2 separate regions of the Bos taurus genome follow, and region 1 is linked to region 2. The links are chromatin contacts, called in public Hi-C maps. All regions are on one chromosome and are shown on one strand. The core of a region is the stretch at or near the end of the contact, and the rest is flanking DNA. Distances in the headings are between cores, read along the strand shown. Region 1 has its middle 240 kb from the start of SLC25A13. Region 2 overlaps DYNC1I1 (dynein cytoplasmic 1 intermediate chain 1).

Region 1 (3,330 bases), core at 27-2,526, 40 kb after region 2:
AAGAATTCCATGGACTATCTCCTTCAGTGCAATTACAACAATACTCTGAATTCTCTTTGTTTTTGTCTGTCTTATTTTGCCTTTGTTTTTAAAAGATTTCACTGGGTATAGATTTCTTGGTTAGCTTTATATTTTCAATACCTTAAAGATGTTACTCTATTGTTGTCTGCCTTAAATTGTTTCCAAGTAGAAATGTTTGTTCTCTTATTATCATCTTTCCTTATAGGTTATAGGAACTTTTCCTGTGGCTGCTTTTAAGATTTTTCTTTTTATCATTCATTAGTTTTCATCATTTTCATTATGATATATAGCTCTGTAGTTTTCTTTCTTTACATATGTTTTGCTTGGGGTACAATGAGCCACATGGATTTGTGAGTATATAATCTTAAGCTTGGAAATATTTGAATACTATTTCTTTAAATATTTTTTTCTGGAACGCTTTTTACTGTGCCTTCAAGCTCACTGATCTTCACTTATATAATGTCTTAACATAGTCAGACATTCCATTAATTTTCCATTGGACATATTGTAATTTTTGTTCTACCTTTCGTATCTTCCATTTCTCTCCATATAATGTCTGTGTTTACCCCGACCTTAACTTTATGTATTACCTATAGTAGCTGTCTTACTGGCCTTGCTGCTGCTTCTAACATTTGTCATTCCTAGGTCTATTACTGTTGGTTGATTTTTCATTTTTTATGGCTTACATTGATATTTTCCTTACTGTTATGGGTGACAGTTTTTTTATTAGATTTCTTATTGTGAGTTGTGGGGCTTTTTTTAATATTGTTTGAAATAGTATCAAATTGTGTTCTGACAAGGAGTTAAATTACTTGGAATCAGATCTTTGTGAAGTCTGCTTTTGAGTTTTGTTAAGGGCAGAGCAGCCTTTATCATAGTTCTTATTTTGCACTATTAAGACACTTTTTCTAAGGATTCTACCTGATGTTCTATATATTATGGAGGAAAATTCTACTCCAATTGGTGGGAAAACAAACTCTTTCTCCTCTGTGAGCTCCAGAATTTTTCTGCTTCTTCCTTTCCAGTGGTTCTTTTCCAAGCCTGGTAGTTTCCTCCCAGCACTCAAAGATTGGGGAACGCTCTGTAAAACTCCAGAGCTGTCTCTCAGATCAGCTCACTCCTGTTTGGCTGTTCTGTGTGTCTTAAAATTCTAGCTGTCCTGGCTTCTCTGATTTCTGACCTACATCTTTTCACCTGGGGAGAAGGTTGGGCCCTGTCTGGGTTCTTCCCTGCACAGTGGCTGGAGACTGCCTCCAGGCGGAAAGCTGGTGCAACAGTAGGTCTCACCTTTTTGTCTCCTTTCCCTCACAGGTCACAGATCTATTCTGCCTCATATCCAATGTCTTAAAACTGCCATATAATGTGTTTTGCCCAGTTTTCTAGTTTTCTCTCCTAGTCTGTCATGGCCAGAAGTAAAACTCCCCCAAAAGTATAATTTTTAAGGTAGAAAAAAAGTAAATTAGAGTTTACTGTCTATAGAAATTAAAGCATTTATTAATTACTTCAGGGCTCCAATGATAATTATTTTGTAATTTATCTTTGAAAGTGAAAGTCACTCAGTCGTGTCCAACTCTTTGCAACCGCATGGGCTATACAAGTCCATGGAATTCTCCAGGCCAGAATACTGCAGTGGGTAGCTGTTCCCTTCTCCAGGGGATCTTTACAACCCAGGGATTGAAACTAGGTTTCCCGCATTACAAGTGGATTCTTTACCAGCTGAGCCACAAGGGAAGCCCAAGAATACCAGAGTGGGTAGCCTATCTCTTCTTCAGCAGACCTTCCCGACCAAGGAATCAAACTGGGGTCTCCTGCATTGCAGGCAGATTCTTTACCAACTGAGCTATCAGGGAAGCCCCCAAAATATGGAATGCTTCACGAATCTGCATGTCATAACTTTAATAGAGATAGTAGTTATCCTTTATAACCAACTCATTTCAAATGCCTTAATAATTTGCAATAACTTAGATATGTATGGTTAGAATGGTAAGTTATTAAGCCAATCAAGACACTTTCTAAACGGAGGAAGAGGAAGAAATGTCACAATAATTTCAAGTCCTCAAAAGAGCCAGAAATAATGGCTTTTCTCTTTTACTTTCAGACAGGCAAACTGTTTTTAAAAAGAAAGAAATCACTTACTTAATAAGTAGCGGTCACAGGTAACTTGAAGTTCCAGGTCAAGTGTGAACTGCTTCTTCAGTTCAGAAGGGGAAATACACATTTCATAATGAGACTGGACAAAGGCTGAGATTAAAAGTGTGGAGAAGTCTCTGCTTTCACTGTAATAAGATTCAGAATCAGCAATCACTTCACTTCTGTCTTTAGAAGGAAAAAGACCTGTTTCAATTTCCGTCCTCCCCAGTTTTTCCTTTTTCTGATGTGATGTTGCTCTAACAGAGTGTAAACCTTTCATAACACTGGAGCTGGCCCTAATGAAGAGGTCGTCAGAGAAAGCAACCTCTTACACGGAGTAGCTAACTCTTCATAAATTTTCAAATTAATTAAGCATATTCCATACTTAGAACTTACATTGGAAATTCTGCTTCAAAACAAAAATTCACATTTTGAGATCACTCCTCTGAAAAAGGAACATGACATTTTAATACACAAATACATATATACTCAAACATATATGTATTTATATAGATACATATATGTTTGTGTTTACACACACACACACACACACACACACACACACACCTTTTGCCCAGGAAGAAAATTCCACAAATTTTTGGTGTGGGTTAGTCAGTAATTTGCTTTCATTGATATAAGAATGGGAGAGGGGGTAGCAAAATGCAGTGGTAGATCTCCTCCTTTAAGTTTAGGGACAGCAGGTAACTTGTTGGGAATAGAGCAAGACTTTCCACCATTAGGGGTGATGGAGATTTTATGTCCAAAAGTAATTCCAACAAATCCCACATTCTGTAAACTGTCTCCATTCCCTCCAGACACACTTTGAGGCCAAGTACCCATAGATACTTACTTTTAAGTTGCTTTTCCATTATTTCCAACTTTTGTTGAAGAACGGCATTTTCCAATTACAGTAGAGATTTTTAAGATGGTCCAGTTCAGTTCACGTCATATCACGTTGCACTGTAACAGTTTGTAAATTTATCTCTGCTTTTTCCACATTACCTTCCAATTTTAAACCCGTGGGGCAAATGCTTCAAGTGTACCTTAATCCTCTCTTTACTGACTTTAATAGGCTGTAAAATAGTTTAAGATGAACCTCAAAAGGCTTGTCAGGATTCACCTGGTCCTCAAGCTCTGGAATTGTCCTGAGATAGCAAATGTACTTACAACAGTAACCGG
Region 2 (3,488 bases), core at 428-2,927:
TACCCCTCTGTATACCCAGTTATCCTATTAGCTAGTTTATTAATAAAGGGTCCTGAGAACTGGCTTTTTAAAGCATGTGTAAATCTTTTCTACTGTTTGATTTTAAGAAAAATGTGTTACTCATATTCTCTAACAAATAGTGACTGGCTAGCTATAAAATCAAGAATTTGGGACAGGAATAATCTTCTACTAAGAGAATTTAATACTCAGAAGCGATCAATGAAGGACTACCTACTTTATCTACCCTGCCTTTTTTTTATATATTAATAAAAAAAAAGATGATGTTATCATATTATTTTACGGTATCACTGGATATTCAGATTCTCTGAAGAAGTAAGTTTGAATCATCTAGTCCAAGCAGTGAGAGAGGATGGGAAAAAGCTACATCAATAGCAAATAGGTGAGTAATCTTAGGTCCAAATTAGAGTGCAAATATGGGATAGAATAGCTATATTGGCATAAGAGTTATAATGTAGAGGAGTAAAATACAAAACTATAAAAGTAATGTCCATTTAATTCTTTTTGTGGTCACAGTGTTACATGTTTTTTTAGGTACTTCTTAAATTAAAAATAAGACCACACACACCACCCACCCTACACGCAATGTCTCACCTAAAATCTTCTGTTGCTTTAATAGTCTTACAGCTGTATTCATGTCTCAGCAATGCCAAAGCAAGATAATTCATGGAAGGAGAAATCACTTAGTCACTACCTTAAATTTTTGCATTAGGTTCAGGCTATGGGAGTTTTATTGTCCTCTCACTGATTTTTCCCACTTTGAGTTCATGGAGTCCATGAGCACATGGATTTTGGGCTTTTTCTTTTCCCTCACAGTATATCTTGGGAATTTGCTCAGATATTTGGTGCTGATTCCCCACAGATAGGTTCTTTGAACATTTTCTGCAGAAAGGATTTGCTTGTTCATATTGTGTGTTATCATTTTTTGGTCTTACTACTCTGGCCTGTACAGGCATTCGACTGAGCCCATGAAGAGGGTACAGACAGCTGACTGGATGAAGACATTGGGGAAAAAAAACTCCCATTGTTTAGATTTCTGTCAGAGGATATAAGAATACTTAATTTCTTTTATCTCTAGGGCTTTCATTATCATTTAAATTTCATTTTACATTAATTGATCAGGGATTAGTAAAGCCATTATGCAGAAATTAGAATAAGACAAGCCAGATGGAATGAATAATTCATGAAGTCCAATTACGTTTTATTTCTGGTGTACTTTCATACTTGCCTCTGACTTCTGTGCTATTTTGATGTGACAATATTCGCTGGAAATCAGGAGTGCCATTTTAGTTTATTGTATCCCTCCAGAGGGAAAGCATTTGTATGCAGTAGGGGTGTGTTAATGCATTTCCCCCCAAAACACCGATTTTCAGGGCTCTTAGAAATATTGGGTGAGCTAGAAAATGTGATTCGCCTTCCACGGAGGTTGAGGGACAGTGCATTGAGCCTCACCAATCCACCTGATTTGGGTGAACTGATCCTAGATAGAGAGACCAGAATCTCAGAACCGCAAGATGTTTCACGTGCCCGAAGAGCTACAGATCCCTTTAAAATACGTGACCCCATTCCCGCGCAAAGGAACCATTAAAGTATAAATCTGGCCCCGGAGTCGGATTGGAAGCAGAGCTGCAGCCACGGAAAACGGCCGCTAGGTGGCAGGCGTTGCCTTCCGTGCTAAGGGTTCTGGGTCCCCGCGATTGCCCGGGCTTCCAGAGCCTTCCCCCGCGGGTCTGACCCCGGCGAGCAGAGCACGCCTGGGTTCGGCCCCCAACATCTCGCATCGCGTAGCCCGGCGAGCACCCCGAGTTCCCGGGCCGCCCGTTCACCTGTGTGGAATGTCTCCCACGACTGTGTCTGAAGCCGCCTCCCCGCCCGTCCCAGCCCCGAGCCCCTTAAGAGTCCCTCCCCGCCCCCACCCCCGGTATTTATGTATGCCAGTGGACAGTTCTAGTAACTTTAAAGCTGCGGTTCACCTTCCCGAGGACTTTCATCTCGGGAAGTTTTATGACACTTTGTGAATGTGCAAAGTTTTTAATTAGGCTCGCTAGACAGCCCGAGGCAGCGGCAGCGCCACAAAGTCTTCACGGTCTCTCTGCTTTACAGCACAACAAGCCGCTCTACTCCTTTGAAGACAATGCAGACTATGTGTACGATGTCATGTGGTCGCCCGTGCACCCCGCGCTCTTTGCCTGCGTGGACGGGATGGGGCGCTTGGACCTCTGGAACCTCAACAATGACACCGAGGTGAGCGCAGGCGCCGGACCCGGCGGGCTGGGAGGGGGGCGCCGGCGGCTTCTTTCCGTCTCCCCCCCTCTCTGAAACGGCCTTTTTTGGACAGACCCTCTAATTGCAGCTGTGCTGCCGACCCCCCATTCTCCGCTGCTCTGCAGGGAATTGGCAGATGCATTTGGCCCCAAATCATTTAATCTCACTTCATCCCTAAAACCGTGGCAGAATCCTGGACAATTGACGACCCTTCTTTGCAAAGAGCAAAACCATACATGTTCACGCCTTTCACTGCGGGAAAGGACACTGGGGCATATTTGAGAGTGGTGTTGAAATAACTCTATGGGCAAACACTTGGAAAAGTAAGCTTTTGTGGACTCTGACTTGAGATTGGGCTTTTTAAAAGGGCTATTTGCCAGTGTTTGCTGTTTGCACGATTTGTTTTAAATCCGTAAAAGATGATTCTCTGGACTGTTGATGTTTAGATCTAGTGTCCATTTAATTTTTAGAAGGTAAATAATCCTTGTCTAAGAGGCTGAACTCACCACTTTTATAATAGTTTCTATCTATGAACATGTATATTAAATTCAGTAATTTTTAAAAATATTTTAACATGTCACATTTGGAGTACTTCACAAGTGAAATATTTTTCAAAAGGCAATTAACAACAGGGAAACAGTGTTTTTAAAAATCATGCTGTATATATTCATTTTTGTAAAATTATGTCACATGTCTTATTCCTTTTTTCCACTCAAAATTATTGAGGTGCTGATTTTCAGGTACTAGAGTTTGGGGTGGAGTTTAAAAAGAAACCTGAATATTAAAGGTCCTTCAGTTTAATACAGTAAAATGGTCTGGTCATCAGCTGGTCCGTGATTCAGGGTAGCTCTCCATCAATGAGTGGACAGGTAAGAAGAACAAGTGCTGAAAACTGCGTGTCAAGTGGAGAACAAGGGAGAGGTCTTTTGAAGTGTTGTGAACAGGAAACAGCTCAGCCTTTTTAATTAGGAAGCCTACAGCTGGGGGATGTGAGGAGAAGCGGCTGCCCTGATATTTTTTGGGGAGGGGCAGGGAAATATCCTTCAGGTGTTATTACTGAGTCATTGTATCATACAAGATTATATTCACCGAAAACCACTGCCAAATAGTTGGCTTTTACAAATCTTCCCATTGAACTCTGTTTTTGATTTTTCCTTTTGGCTACCAGAACTACATGACAAGGACAAGAGTTATGTAATGAAGCC

What was found. Hi-C and Micro-C count contacts between places; a contact is called where the count stands out from the background.
Region 1: a contact with region 2 is called in a Hi-C map of liver, with 4 times the contacts expected there. The contact joins two enhancer-like sites. A contact is called at or near these places in 2 of 11 Hi-C or Micro-C datasets (liver and skeletal muscle).

Annotation. Positions count from the first base shown.
Region 1 is chr4:13,454,910-13,458,239 of ARS-UCD2.0, forward strand. No RefSeq gene overlaps it. Among named protein-coding and RNA genes, the nearest start is that of SLC25A13, 240 kb to the right of the region's middle. Within about 2 kb of position 1,277, at least 1 of the 102 cell types and tissues checked has an H3K27ac peak or open chromatin away from gene starts, as enhancers often do. A contact at or near this core is called in liver, where this site is marked.
Region 2 is chr4:13,414,959-13,418,446 of ARS-UCD2.0, forward strand. DYNC1I1 (dynein cytoplasmic 1 intermediate chain 1) reads left to right here. Exons shown (of 16, transcript NM_001046516.1): 14 at 2,122-2,262. Among named protein-coding and RNA genes, the nearest start is that of TRNAG-UCC, 220 kb to the left of the region's middle. Within about 2 kb of position 1,678, at least 34 of the 102 cell types and tissues checked have an H3K27ac peak or open chromatin away from gene starts, as enhancers often do. A contact at or near this core is called in liver, where this site is marked.